2 separate regions of the Macaca mulatta genome follow, and region 2 is linked to region 1. Evidence: chromatin contacts called from public Hi-C data. All regions are on one chromosome and are shown on one strand. The core of a region is the stretch at or near the end of the contact, and the rest is flanking DNA. Distances in the headings are between cores, read along the strand shown.

What was found. Hi-C and Micro-C count contacts between places; a contact is called where the count stands out from the background.
Region 2: a Hi-C map of fetal cortical plate shows a contact between it and region 1, with 2.6 times the contacts expected there. The contact joins two enhancer-like sites. A contact is called at or near these places in 2 of 14 Hi-C or Micro-C datasets (fetal cortex germinal zone and fetal cortical plate).

The regions. Positions count from the first base shown.
Region 1 is chr11:138,688,124-138,695,926 of T2T-MMU8v2.0, forward strand. No RefSeq gene overlaps it. Among named protein-coding and RNA genes, the nearest start is that of ADGRD1, 350 kb to the left of the region's middle. Within about 2 kb of position 3,613, at least 6 of the 40 cell types and tissues checked have an H3K27ac peak or open chromatin away from gene starts, as enhancers often do. A contact at or near this core is called in fetal cortical plate, where this site is marked.
Region 2 is chr11:139,000,473-139,007,700 of T2T-MMU8v2.0, forward strand. No RefSeq gene overlaps it. Among named protein-coding and RNA genes, the nearest start is that of SFSWAP, 65 kb to the right of the region's middle. Within about 2 kb of position 5,654, at least 10 of the 40 cell types and tissues checked have an H3K27ac peak or open chromatin away from gene starts, as enhancers often do. A contact at or near this core is called in fetal cortical plate, where this site is marked.

The DNA of each region.
Region 1 (7,803 bases), core at 2,363-4,862:
AGAGCAGCACTCAGTCATGGCCTGCACTATTTCACACAAGAGGAAACCGGGTTTGAGAGAGGGGAGGAGCTACGCAGACTTAAACAGACACAGCTTTAAGCAAAGATAAACTCACAGAACAGAGAAAGTGTTCTCTACACTCTGCTCTGTCCAGATTTTAGAATCATGAGTGTGTGACCTGAGACTCTATTAATTAGATGCTTTAAGGTGATGACTAAAATTGGTCAAAAACTTAGATTAGTCAATTCACAAAAGAGGATTCTCACATGTCTCATAAGCACAGGGACAGTTGTGCAGCATCGACAGGCATCAGGGAAGTACAAATTAAACCATAGCCAGGCTCCAGTACATGTCCACAAGAATGGCTGGAGTTGGAACAGCTGACCTCCTGCTGAAGACCAAGTGAGGCCCTTGCAACTCCTGTGTGTAGCTGGGAGGAGTGTGCAATGGTGCACCCCTAGGACACCCTCTTGGATGGCTTCTGGGGAGGAGTGTGCAATGTTGGACCCCTAAGACACCCTCTTGGATGGGTTCTGTGGAGAATTGTGCAATGGTGCATCTCCAAGACACCCTCTTTGATGGGTTCTGTGGGAAGAGTGTGCAATGGTGCACCCCTAAGACACTCTCTTGGGTGGGTTTTGTGGAGGACGGAGTAATAGTTCACCCCTAAGTCACCCTCTTTGATAGGTTTTGTGGAGGAGGGTGCAGTGTTGGACCCCTAAGACACCCTCTTAGATGGCTTCTAAGAAGATTATACATAGAGTAACCCCATGACCCAGAAAATTCATTCCTGGGAACATAAGAAAAATACATAAATATGTCAACAAAAAACAATTACACAAGAATGACACAATAGTTTTGTTCAAAATAGTGAAACCCAGAAACAACCCAAGAAAATGCAGAACAAATAGCAGAATCTTCATACAATGCAATGTTATTCTACAATCACTCCTGAGAACGACAGCTTTAGGGAGAAATCTCAAGAAATCATGTTGACAAAAAAATGGGAGTCATGAAATACTACACGTCACAGAATTCCATTTATTTCCGGTTCCTGTCACTTAGGTTTCTGAGCAGGCAAGACTGTGTGGAAACCGATCACAGGAGCAGTGACCTCTGGGTGTGGACTGGAAAGGGCGTGAGGGGCTTCCTGGGGGTGGTCATGTCTGTGCCTTAACTTGGGAGTGGTCACAAGGCCTGTACATATGTGAAGGCCCATCCATCTGTGCTCGTAAGATTTGTTATTTTACTGAGTGTAAGTGATGCCTCAAATAACTACTAAAAAGGGGTGATGGGTAAATCCTGCCTGATTCTTCAAACCCCATCTCCTCCTGCCCCGCCCCTCTTCTCACATAAACCCTTTCCTTAATCTCCCAGCCACACACCATCCCCTAGAGCAAAGACGTTGTTTTTGCTGTTTTTCCCCGTACATGGATTCAAGATCATTGCAAATATCAACTGTGCATTTGAAGATTAAAGTGAAAGTCATTCTTGACTCCACCCCGTCCTTTCCCTCCTGCTCACCACATTCCTCTTCATTTCCAGAGAAACACTGTGGCCTGGGTGGGGACTCTTCTTCCAGAGGGTTTCTAAGCTTTTACACCCATACATCCATGTGGATGGAGATAATTGCCCCCTTCACCATGGCTTTTATACACACACACACACCACACACACACACCACACACACACACACACACACACACACACACACCCTCCACACTGGGGCCATGTCTTCTTTCTTGCTTGTTTTGTAGAACAGCAAGCCTTAGAAATCTTTCCACATCCATATATATAGTTCTACCATTCTGCATCAGCTGCTACACAATATTCCACAACATGGGCATACCATAGGCTTTATTTAACCAAATCCCCCTTGGAAGACACTAAAGTTTTATTTTTCCCCAAGTCTCCAGGATGACTGTTGACGTGGCAGCACACAGTCTAGCACCCGCCTCCTTTGCCCATGCTCATGTAGATGCTGAGAAGTGAAATTGGGAACCACGGCATGTGTGCACTTCTTGTGCCAATAGATACGTCCAGATGGTTCTCCAGAAGACCGTTCAAACTTACATTCTCACAAACAGCATACACGAGTCCTCTTTCCACACATCTTGGCTAATAGTTTTTTCTTTTTTCTTTTCTTTTTTTTTTTTTTTGAGACAGACTCTCACTCTATTGCCCAGGCTTGAGTACAGTGGCACAATCTTGGCTCACTGCAATTTCTACCTCCTGGGTTCAAGCAATTCTCTTGCCTCAGCCTCCCAAGTAGCTGGGACTACAGGCCTGCGCCACCTCACCTGGCTAACTTTATATTTTTAGTAGAGACGAGGTTTCACCACGTTGGCCAGGCTGGTCTCGAACTCCTGACCTCGTGATCCACCTGCCTTGGCCCCCCAAAGTACTGGGATTACAGGCATGAGCCACCGCGCCCCGCCCTTGGCTAATACTTGACATGATCATGTCCTCATTTCTCCCATCAGATAGGTGAGACATTGCATCTTGTTTTAACTTGTTTGCCCTCATTCCTACTGAGTTGAGCATTTTTTCATGTTGCCCTTTGTCATTTCTCTCCCATAAATTGTTTGTGTCCTTTGCCTGAATTTTTGCTGGGTTGTTTACCTTTTCTGTATTACTCTAGGAAGGCATTTATAGATTCTGTGTGTGAATCTTTTGTTCTATGTCGTGTAATGTTTTCTCCGAGTCTGTAGCTAATCTCTTCACTGTATCTTTACTGACATGGAAATGTTAAATGTTGATGTAGACAAAAGTATGTATTTTTCATTTTAGCCCTATGTGTTTTGTCTTGTTTAAGTTCTTTTGATACCCAGGTTACATTTTCTTTCTTATTTATTTATTTATTTTTTTTTAAATTTTGAGACAGAGTTTCACTCTTGTTGCCCAGGCTGGAGCGCAGTGGTATGATCTCGGCTCACTGCAACCTCTGCCTCCTAGGTTCGAGCAATTACCCTGTCTCAGCCTCCCAAGTAGCTTGGATTACAGGCATGTGCCACCAAACTCAGCTATTTTTTGTATTTTTAGTAGAGACGAGGTTTCATCATGTTGGCCAGGCTTGTCTCGAACTCCTGACCTCAAGTGATCCACCTGCCTTGGCCTCCCAAAGTGCTGGGATTACAGACATGAGCCACTGAGCCCGGCCTATTTTCTCATATTTCTGTCCATCGTTTGTATAGTTCTGCTTTATATTTAGGTCTTAAGTCTGTCTTTGTTTTAGGTAATGGTGTGAGGTTGAGGCTTGATTTTATTTTTGCTCCCACAGAACAGGCAAGCATCTCAATACCATTCATTGCCACCCATTAGGGTGTGAAACAGCTCCCTTATTGCATCTTAAGTTCATGGCGAACAGCTCTGTCTCTGAACCTTCCATTATATCCTATTGATCTCTTGCTCTACTTTTGCCAGTGCCACGGTGTTTCACTCACAGTGCCTTTATTATCTATTGAAAAGGGGGAGAGAATCACTGCTCTCCACTCTTCGTCCTCTTCCTCTCTTTCTTCCTCTCTTTTTGCACTGTTTTAGCACTTACTCTTCATGGTATATTTAGAATCCATTTGCAAATGTCCCTGACAGTGTGTGTGGAGATGTGGGTTGACGCTGCGCGGAACGTGTGGATTCGAATGAGAAGAATGGACGACTGTGCAGTCTCAGGCTCCCTGCTCAGGAGGGGAGCAGCTTCCTCCTCCCTTTCCCGAGAGCACGGTAACGGCTTGCAGGAGAGTTTTACAATCATCTTCACAAAGATCTCACTCATGAATTAGGTTTACTAGCACATGTTTTAAACGTCTTGCTGCTATTGTAAATGGAATCTTACGTATTCTATTGCATCTTCTAATCAGACAGTGCTGATCAGTAAGAAGTGTTTTGTATTTGCAATTTTTCTTTTAGTCCTTATGATTTATGATGTTGGTTAATGAGGTTTTCTACGTAGGCCATGACATATCTGCAAATATTGTTAATGGTGTCTCCTCCTTTTCAATATCTATGCTTATTCTTTTCTAGTCCTATGCATTATCGAGGACCTATATTAAATACTGTTTGTGACAGTGATATCAGGCATCTTTATGGTGTCCTTGACATCAATGGGACAGCTTCTGTTTTTTGTTTTTTTTTAAGACAGGATCTCATTCTGTCACCAAGGCTGGAGTGCAGTGGCATAAACATGGCTCACTGCAGCCTCAACCTCCCAGGCTCAATCAATCCATTTACTTAAGCTTCCTGAGTAGCTAGGAATACAGGCACACACCACCATGCTATTTATTTATTTATTTATTTATATTTTTGTAGAGACAGGGTTTTGCCATGTTGCCCAGGCTGGCCTTGAACTCCTGGGCTCAATCAATTCACCTGCCTTGGCCTCCCAAAGTGCTGGGATTACAGGTGTGAGTCACCATGCCTGGCCCACCATCCGATATTTCTAAATGACACATGACAATAAGCAGTTTCTCCCAGTTTTCTGAATGTTGCATGTTCATAATATCCTGGATTGTATTTCTGTTTAGTGCCAAAAAAATGGTTTCAAAATTATAATCCAATTCCTTGCAGATAAAAATGATGCTGGAATAAAACAAATCAGAGCTGCTCCCACAAACCCCAATGAGGTTCCTGACTCTGGGCAGGTAGGAGTGGCCTTTGCTCCCTAGAAAAGGAACTAAAGAGAGTCCTGGAGGACGTGGAACTCTTGCAGCCTCTGAGATTATCAGGCCTCCTCTGGGGGAAAACACAGCCAGAACCTGAAAAAGACAAATGAAAATCCATGCACACTGACCGGCTGCTGCCCCTAACCCCACAGCCTGGGAGCGTCTCAGATGGTTCCCTTTCTGCCCAAAGCGACTGCTTCAGGGCTGGGCCGACAGCAGAAACTGGACTAGGTAGAGCAGATATTCTCCCCAAGACTGTTTATTGATACATAATAGACGTACATATTTGGGGGTGCCGTCATAGAATGTGTAGGGATCAAATCCAGACGCTTGGGATACCCGTCACCCCAAACGTTTATCTTTCCTTTCTGCGGGGAACATTCACATTCTTCTCTTCTAGCTCTTTTGAGATCTACAAGGACAGTGAACAGACATCGTGGAGGGAATGCTGGAGTCGGTTACCCACGTATCTGTTATGCCAGAGGAATGGGGTCCACAGTGGTCAGTGTGAGGCTCAGCCAGTGTGAGGGCAGGAACCAAGTTTGCACAGAGAAAGACGCAAGAGCGCCGTGCTGAGCTCCCGCTCCCTATTCCAGCCTCACAGAGACCCAGTCACACCTAGCTCTTCCCCTCATGTGGACTTCCCTGACCTACACCAGTGCCAGCCGCATTTCTGCCACTTTAAGCTGAAGCTGAGCCCGGACTGACACAGTTTTCTCATTTCCCCGAGAGCAGCACCACTCCTGATTATCCCCTCCCAAGCCCCAGGAAACTCGCAACAAAAGCAGTCTTAGATTAAATTCAGTGAGTTTCTGCATCACAACAGGAAACTGTGTCGAGCACAAAGGTGTCCTGCGAACAGGCTCAATCACAAGCTCCGCCAAGACGGGAGGTGACAGAGGCCCCAGAAAGCCCGTTCCCGACAACGCCAATACTGCACGTTTATCAGCTGTGGCGAGAGTTGGCTGGAGGCGGTGGCGGTCCCTCAATGCTCCTGCCTCGTCTTCGAGATTCTTCTGTTTGATGATGCCTCCTCACTGTTTCTCTGTTGAGGAGCTATGGTGTGGCTCACAACCAAGCGATGACTCTCCAGATTCAAAGGCCACATCTCACCCTCTCTAAAGCGCCCAGGTGCCCAGCGCAGTGCCGTGTGCAGAAAGGGGTTGATGAGCATTTGCTGAGCTGGGTGATGATCCCATGGGCATTGTTTCCTCTGCCCTCAGTCTCCAGCCTGCAGACGCCTGAATGGATTCTGGAGAGGTGTGTGTTGGACTCTGAGGGTCCTCTGAGCCCATCCAGGATAACGATGCTCCTCCCAGGCGTCTGCTTGGCAGCGTGCTGTCGGCAGGACATTCCGCACCAGGTATCTTCACGCTGCTTCTGGCTGGATTTAGGGCACGATGGAAACATAGAAACAACTGTAGTTCTGCCACGGGGCCCCACATCTGCTCATCCTGGAACAGTCACGCCATCGCCACCCAGGAAGCGGCAGCAGATTTCAGGACCCTGGAGAGGGCCAGGCCCCAGTGGCTGGTCAAGCTCCTCAGGGTTAGGGGAGCAGCTCAGGAAGGCCCCCCCCCAGGACGATGAGGGGAACAGGAATGAAATCAGCAGGTGGGCGGGAGGAACTTGATCAAAGCAGTGGGAGGGCAGGAAGCATGCTGGGGAGGGGCCCCTGAGAGGCCACCACCTGGGGAAGCCCCTGCTGTCCCAGGGACAAGGGAAGGCTCCGCCTTGATTCCCCAGAAGAACAGCGTGGTTGTGGTCAAATCCGTCCACGGGGCAGATTTTCCCCACGGCCCTGTCCCCTGACCCTAGTGGTCCCTCCCACAGACATGCCCTGCAGGGCCCAGGACACTGGCCCTCGATGGGCCCTGAGCCAGTGCCACCTGTGTGTGCACTGATTTATTGGAGGGAGGAGGAGCAGAAAGAGGAGAAGGAAACGTTGACTCCTAAATTACAAGGCAGAAAGGATTCCTGAAACAAATCAGCCGAATCTGCCTCCTGGGTGGTTCCGGACCTGCCTCCCCTCCCCTCCCCGTTTCTTAGGGCGCGGCAGTAACATTAACCCGGCTCCACTGCACATCCTCCTGGCCCTGGCCCTGAGCCCTTGGCCCCCACACATCTCGTGGCTGGACCTCCGTGAGGGCTCTCATTTCACGTTCCACCTTCAAATCGTCCTCTGTGAACACGTGTGTGCACGCATGTTTATTGATCTATTTGTTTACATTTGTTTGACGATCCAGTTGCAGTCTCTTTTCATTAGAAAGCTAGGCTTGTTCCAAGCACAATATGTGCTTGTTTTGACTTCTTCTGAAAACGAAAGCACCTGAAACCTCCCGTAGCTAATTAACCTGCCAGGATTTGTTTAATGGCAGAGACAGAAAAACCCCCTCAATGCAGCCACGCAGCTGAGCACGAGGGCGGAGGGGAAGGTGCACCCCAGCCTCTTGGCTCAGGTGTTTAAGAGGAAGTCACGTCCTTCCGGGATGGGCAGAGGGCGGTGGCCTGCAGGCCGGAGTAGGACAGGAGCGCCTGGGCTGACACCTTTTCCTTCTCCTGCCTTTCTGCTTCGTGTCTGTCTCCCCAGAGACAGCAGATACGCCCAGCACCACGGTGGGCACGGGAGACTCAGCCCAGCCCTGAGAAGCGGCCCCAGGTCCTGAGTTATTTCACAAGCAGAAGGGAGTACATGATGTCCGAGGCTCCCTCCCTCCCATCCCTGCTGACGGCTCATCAGTCACAAGCAGTTACAGGGAACGGGAGAAGCTGCCATCAGGGAGGTCCCTTGGCTGCAGGATAGATGATTCATAAATTAATATTTCCACCTCCAATCCAAATCATGAAAATGAGACATTACATTCGATTACAGCCAGTTAAAATAGCAGTCATCCTACCTTGGAGTGGTCTCCTGCCTTATGTTGGCAAAGCCTCCAAGTCTTTCTATGTTATTTCCTCATTTGTGCCTAAAAAGTTCCTTCTGGGGAAGAAGGGCCCGGCATCATCCTGCCCACTGTGCAGATGGAGAACCCGAGGCTCTGCGGTGCTTTCATGCACTTCCCGACCAGAGGCCTCAAGAGCAGGGGCCGGCTGCGCTTCTCCCATGCTCTGCTCCTGAGCCAGGAGTTTCCCCAGCCAGGCCCCT
Region 2 (7,228 bases), core at 4,404-6,903, 310 kb after region 1:
GATTGAGAACCCCTGTTCCTGGGGCAATGCTGCTGACACGGCTGCTGCTCAGGCCGCTGGCTGGCCAAGGTCAGGGTCCAGGGGCCTCTGAGTTGGAGGAGGGGCTCCTTTTCCCAGGCAGCCGCGCTGTCCCAGCCAGGGCCCAGGAAGCCAAGGGTGGTCCCCACTCACTGCTGCTCCAGCGGCTGGCTGGGTGGGCCTGGGTCCTGCCACTGCTCCCCAGGGAGCTGTAATTAGGCTTCCCATGCAAGGAGTTGATGGAAATGGCATGTCACAACACTAATGAACTTCTGCTTTCTCTCCAGAGCCACTTAGTCTATTTAAAATGCAAATTGAAATCAATAGGAAGTGGCTTGTCTGAGTTCCATCCAGGGATGTGGTAGGTTTGTGTTGGAGGAAAGACGGGCTGTGGTTCCCCTGAGGGAGAAGACAGGAATGTTTAGACCTGTCTGTGCCTAGGGCCAGCTCAGCATTGCCCTCTGCAGGGGAGGGGCTCCCTGGGTCAGGACCTGCACAGGGATGGGGAGGGGAGCGACCCAAGGATCGTGTCCCACCAGAGCCCATGAGGCCCGAGTCCTCTGGGTTCTTGAGTGGAGTTGTTTTTATCCCAATTATCCATGTAACTGCCCGAATTCCTCCCCCGTGGCCTGTGTAGGTTCAAGTCACCACCCACGTGTGGGCTGCCTGGGGCATCCACACCGCTGGCCGGGTTGGCTGACCTGCTGACCCAGGTTGTGACCCCCTCATTCCCTGACTGTCTGAATCGATCGGAGAAGTGGTGGAAACAGGAAGTGTGGGCTGCTGGGAACAGCAGGTGAGGATTAATGCACCACCTGCGTGTCTCCTGGGAACGTGATGACCCTAAGATTTAAGTCAAACATTCGCTCTCAAAGTTGTCATTTTTGTGTATGTCCATCCACCTTCTCACTAATCCATCCACCATCCATCCATCTGTTCATCTGTCTGTCCATCCACTTATCTGAACTTATACTCAGTTTACTATCCAGTCTTCTCTCTTCCGTCTATCCATCCGTCCATCTGTCCATCCATCTGTCCATCTGTTCATCCACTTATCTGCACATATGCTGAGGGTACAATCCATTCTTCTCCCTTCATCCATCCATCCATCCATCCATCCTTCTGCCCATCCACTTATCTGAACATATACCCAGGTTACTATCCATTCTTCTCTCATCCATCCATCCATCCTTCCATTCATCCATCCATCCATCCACTTATCTGAACATATACCCAGGTTATTATACATCTTTCTCTCTCTTTCATCCATCCATCCATCCATCCATCTGCCCATCCATTTACCTGAACTTATACCCAGGTTACTATCCATTCATCTCCCTTCCATTAATCCATGCATTCATCCTTCCATCCATCCGTCCATCCACTTATCTGAACATATACTCAGGTTACTATACATCCTTCTTTCTTCCATCCATCCATCCATCTGTCCCTCTGTCCATCCATCATCCATCTACCTTCTCATCCATTTATATACCTATCCCCCATTTAACCAATCATCTGGATTTTAACCAATTATACCATTTGTCCTGCAATTATCCAGTCATCCATTGCACACCCATCCCTGTTTGCACGAATTCTCCATGTATTTGTCTGCCCACTTGCTCCTCTGTTGCTTAATGACCCCGTCATCCATCTCTGGTTGCCTCTGCCCATCACCTGACAGCACCAGCTATTTCCCTGGAGACTTTACCAAACACTGGAATAAGGATGGATTGATGAATGCATGGTACCTGGCCAGCATCAGAGGGAGCTTGATGAGTATATTAGGGCTAGGACGTATCTGTCCATGTTTGTCACTGGCCTATTTCTTACCTTGACATTTCCACTGGAGGGAGCCTGGAAAAGAAAGTGAGATTTATGCCTCCTGGTCTAGGAGCTACTGTCCTTCCATGATAAGAGAAGCAATATGGTCACTTAATCAGATGCCACTTTGTTTAATTGCCACATGATCACACCAGAACCACTGTTCCTCCCTGGACCCAGCCTCTGCTCCCCAGGGGAGTCAATGAGCCGCCTGAGGGGCACCCGACACATGATGGGCAGAGATGGGAGGAGACGCGCAGAGCAATTTGCTTTACCCTGGGGCTGGGAATGCTGTGAAGTCTGGCTAAGGGTTTCTGTCCACTGATGGTGCTTTTCACACGATGCATGTGGTTCTGCTCCTGCCTGAGTCCGCCCTGAGTCTGCCTTTCTTCTACACCCGGAGCCCCTTCCATGCAAATGTGCCTTTCCTGACAGCCAGGCTCGTGTGAACAGAGGAGAACTAAGCAGCCACATACAGGGTGGTGGAAACATGTCTTCTCTGGAAACATCAGCCTTCGCCCCCACACCAGGGAAGTGCTTTGAGTTTCACTGTCCTAGATGCCTTGCTGTGGGCTGTCCGCAGGCCTCTCTCTGATGGATAATACATTAAATCGTTCTTAGAATAGGCCCCAAAGGGATTTGCTCGGATGAGAAAGAAACACCAGGGGGGCTGGGAGGGTGTGCAGACCTGAGAGGTGAATCTGAGAATATTCAGGAGCTGCCACTCCCCCTGCAGGGGCGACCACGGGAGGTGCAGGAGGGGACCACGGGAGACCAAGGAAGGGACCACGGGAGACCCAGGAGGGCACCCCAGGAAAGCCCGGGGCTGGAGGTGTGGGTGAGGAGTGAGTGCAGGAAGGGGCTGAAGGTAACCATGGAATCCTCTTCTACTTTCTTCCAGGCCCTCTTGGGCCCTGTGTCTAGGGCTCTGTACCCAGATCGATGAGAGGAAGATGGTGCCATTCATGGAAATAACAGGAATAGGTGTGTGAGGAGGAGCTGGCAGGGTGGGAGGTGAAGGCTCTGTCTGGGGAATCCACTCAGTGAGGAGCGCCTGGACATGGCCTCAGCTCCCACCCTCCGGACACCCACTCTGTTCTACCAAGTTGAAGGTAGAGACACCTTTCTCTTGGCAACAGGAGGTCCAGCAGGGCTTTTTCTGTTACTGTAACCCCCGTACACACACACACATACACACACACACACACACACACGGCTTAAGAAGAGATGGAGACGGACCCAGTGAGTACAACAATCACTCACTCTGGGCCTGGACAGGACCGGGAAGGGCAGGCACGGACAGGACCAGGGAGGGCGGGCACGGACAGGGGCATTGCTTGCCTGATGGGGAGGCTGTGTAGGAGTGAGTGCTGACTCAGCTAAACACAGTGAGGGTCTCTTGGGGATCCTGTGTGAACATCAGGGTCCCTGCAGGAGAAGGAGACCAGTATCCCACCCCATGCTGGACGCATGATGAGCAGAAGAGCCACAGGCCACCTGCGGCCGGCAGCCCTGTGCCAGGAGGGCTGGGAAGGGCTGCACAGTCGTCCTCTGAGGGGTCAGCCTGAGTCTAGAGCTGGTGCCAGCTCCCATCTGTAGACTCAGGAGAGGTAGACCACACGGCAGGCCCTGAAGGACCCCAGTGTGCGGGACCACCCTCCACCCCAACGTGCCCTTGGGTGGCCACAAGGGGATCGTCCAGCACAGCCCCAGGCAGCCCGAGGCCGTCCCTGGTGGACACACTGGAAGGCGGGTGGGCCTGGAAGCAGCCAGTCGGTGACTATCTCCATTCTGCAGCAGCGTCTGCAGAATAAGGGTGGTGAGGGGACAGATAAGGGCGGTAAGGGGACAGATGAGGGTGGTGAGAGGACAGATGAGGGTGGTGAGGGGACAGATGAGGGTGGTGAGAGGACAGATGAGGGTGGTGAGGGGACAGATGAGGGTGGTGACGGGCTCTGAGAGCACTGTGCATGACCAGCAACAGACTCTCCAGTCCCTGGGTTCATGTGGGGACATTGATGGTGCTCAGCTCTTGTGTCTTCCCTCTAGGAATCCACCCTGCAGGAAATACACCTGTGGGAGCTAAGGCGTGGACTACAGGATGTCCTCCCTGGCTCTGTGGGGTTCAGGGTCACATTGAACTGCCCTGGATTCCATCAGCAGAAAGCAGATTAGGTGAACGACACCGCATCTCTACCACAGAACGCTGGCAAAAAAAAAAAAAAATCGATTAGTTTTAGGGGGGTTCTGTGTGCTCTGATGTTGAAGGATTCCATGGGCTAAAGCTCCACCTGGGAACTGGACTTGACCCATCAAGCACTGTTTGCAAGCCCTGCCCAGGTGGCGGGGCTGGTGACCCTGCTGCTGCATCGACCCCTGCAGTTCTAAGGGGACGCGGACCAGCCAAGTACTTCTCGGTGAGGTAGAAACAAGTCCCGGCAGGTGTTACCTTGCTGGAGAGTGGGCAGGAAGGGAAGGGCATCTCTAGCTCTGAAGACTCCACAGACAGGTGAGGGGTGGGCACAGGGGGTGGGGTGGAAGGAAGCTCTGATGCAGGTGTTTTCCTTGGTTCTGTACCAGCCAGCCCTGGGGGCATCAATCTGACTCCGTCCCCAGGGCTCTGCTAGCTGGTCAAGGCCAATGTCCAGCCTTCTGGATCATGTTCAGGCTTTCACCTTCATCCCTGCCGTCCTCACCTCACCTGTGGAAGCCTTTTCACTCAGACCTTGGGTGAAGTGGTCCCTTCTCCACCCCAGTCCCTCCAGTGGGTAGGACCTGGGGTGTCTGTGCTGAGCTGAGGAGCCCGAACACAGAGCCTCCTGGGAGGGCATTCTGGACACATCCCTCAGCCGTCCCTGCCGTGGGCAGCAGCTGCTTCCGTGGGTGGGTGCTGGGAGGAAACTGGGAGGGGTCTCCAGTCTGGAGGTGCTCCTTGTAAACTGGAGGTTTGTCAAAGCATCTCCGTCTCCCCCTCTGATGTCTTCTCCATATTTAGGACTCTGTGGTTGAAGGAGACAAAAAACTCAACTCAAGCCAACTGAAGGGTCCAGGGTTGTGCACTTTCAGGTACAGCTTGATGGAGGGACCCGGGAGAAGCCCCCAGGACCTCTCTGTCTCTCTGTGTCTGTCTCTCTGTCTCCTTCTCTCTGACTCTGCTTCCTGTCTGGCTCCTCTCCTGGTTGAGCTCAGCCACGTGGGGCCAACCCCTCCACCTGCAGTGCCAAGCCCACTGCCCTCCTCTCAGGGACATTTATGAAGAGATGCGTCTTCCCAGTCCTCTGTCAAAGCCCAGATGTGGGTCCCTGTGGCTTTCACTGTCTGGGGCTTGTGTCTATCCAGCATCAGGTGCCCTGATCAAGATGCTGTGATTGGCCAGGTCTCATCAACATCCATCCCAGAGCTGGGACAGACTCGTGATCTGAGAACTGGGGGTGTCATTTCCATGGGAAATCAGTGCGCTGTTGGTGGAATAAGAGGGAAAGGTTCTCGGGGCACCATAAAAAGCAGATGCAAGCACTCGGTGACATTGAGAGCTGGGTTGAGTTCCCTGGCAGGTTTTAATTGTAAAAGAGCTTCCGAGGGGCAATGCTTACCTAGAGGAGGGGAGGTGTGCCCCTGGGATCTGGCACTGTACTTGGTTGCAGAGGAGACATTTTGGGGTGGGTACAGGGGAACTCCAAGTCTGAGAGTCGCTCTGTGAAGGGGAAGGGTTGAGTTGAGCTCAGGCTGGGGAGGGGCCTCTCAGCTGCAGAGCATAGTGTGAACACAGTTGCATATCATTATAGGATTAGAAAATGAGATTCCAGAACCAAGCAGCCTTCCCTCTCTAGGTGCCAGCAGTGAGCGTCTGTTACTGAAGCAGTGATATGGCCCTCGGCACAGTCAAGAATTGTGCCATTTGGGAGGCAGGAAATCGTTTCCAGGAGAGTGCTCCATGCAGATGGCTAAGCATCTGGCCCTGGAGAATCTGCAAATGCTGAAAACTTCAGGATTTAAAAGAAACCCAAACTTGTTCCCAACCCTTCCCTGAGCCTTTTCTCCTTAGAGACAATGGAATGGGCTAGAATGTGCTCAAGGATGCAGAATGCTGAGCAGGAATCTTCAGGATGAACAGCAGAGAGGCGATGGGGTGGGGAGAATTTCCCAGCCATTTCCAAACCTGTGGGAAGTTCCAACTGGTAACATATTTCAGATATGTTCAGAATTGACCACAGACCACACAGACTGGAGTATGGGCCATTCAAGATGAAGGATTTGCCAATCAGGATGGAGCATAGATCAATGAGGATGGATCATGAACACAAAGATGGATCATGAGCTAATCAGGATGGAGCATGGGCCAATCACAATGGAGCACCGTCCAATCAGGCTGGAGCATTTTTCAATCAGCATGGAACACGGGCCAATCACAATGGACACCTGTCTAAAGACCCAGCACGCAGGGAGCACTGTGTCCAGCTGAATGTCCCTCCTGGTGCTGCACTCACCAGGCCCTTCCCCTTCTTATCCCACCACCCCAGGCTGTGGGTCAGGAGACAGAGGTGCCTGGAGGAGACAAGACCAAACCCCACTTCTGCCTGTGCAATGGGACACCCACGCAGAGAGAGGACAGTGGGGGACAGAAGGACAGGAGCCCAGGGATGCGCTGCGTCTGTCTGTCCAGATATCTGTCTGTGCAGGAGCCCAGAGACCTCAGGCAGCCTCAGGCCTCCAAGCTAGCATTTGTGCTTCTCAGATCTGGGGTCGACTCCAGGACAAGCTGATACTTACAGAGACAGAAGGCGATTTAAATGTGTCCCCAGGAGCTGACAAGGTAGTCTGGGGTGAATTCATTTGTAAGAGTCTGTTGACATTCATTGTAAAAGATGCGTACTTCTCACTGGTCCTCACATGTCTCATCCCTGAGACGGAGAGGGAGAACATCATTTTAGCCATACGGTATGTGTTTCCTGAAGACTTTATGGCTGCTTTGCAGTTTACCATCGAGGGGTAGATTTATAGCACTGTCTGCGGGTCCTTGCCTGTGCTGGGCTCGTTGTCAGGTTGTGGGTAAAATGGAGAGGGTCTAAGGGGCGCGCCTTTGCCACCCAGGCATCTCCAGAGCTGACCTGCGGCTCAGGGCCAGAGGCAGGCCAAGGACAGTTCAACCAGCGGTCAGAGTCAGAGTCCCGGCCTTCCAGGCAGGTCCAAATCCCAGTGCGACCCTGACAGCTGTGCTATGTGACCCCGGAGCCATCCTCACCACTGACATGGTTCCCTCCTCTCTAAAGCAGGGAAACTGATGCTCTCCCAGGGACACCACTCGGCAGCCATTCCCCCAGTGCCTGGAACAGGCCGCTGAGGACCGCCCTTCACCCAGCCTCAGTCCACGTGGTTCGGGGACATC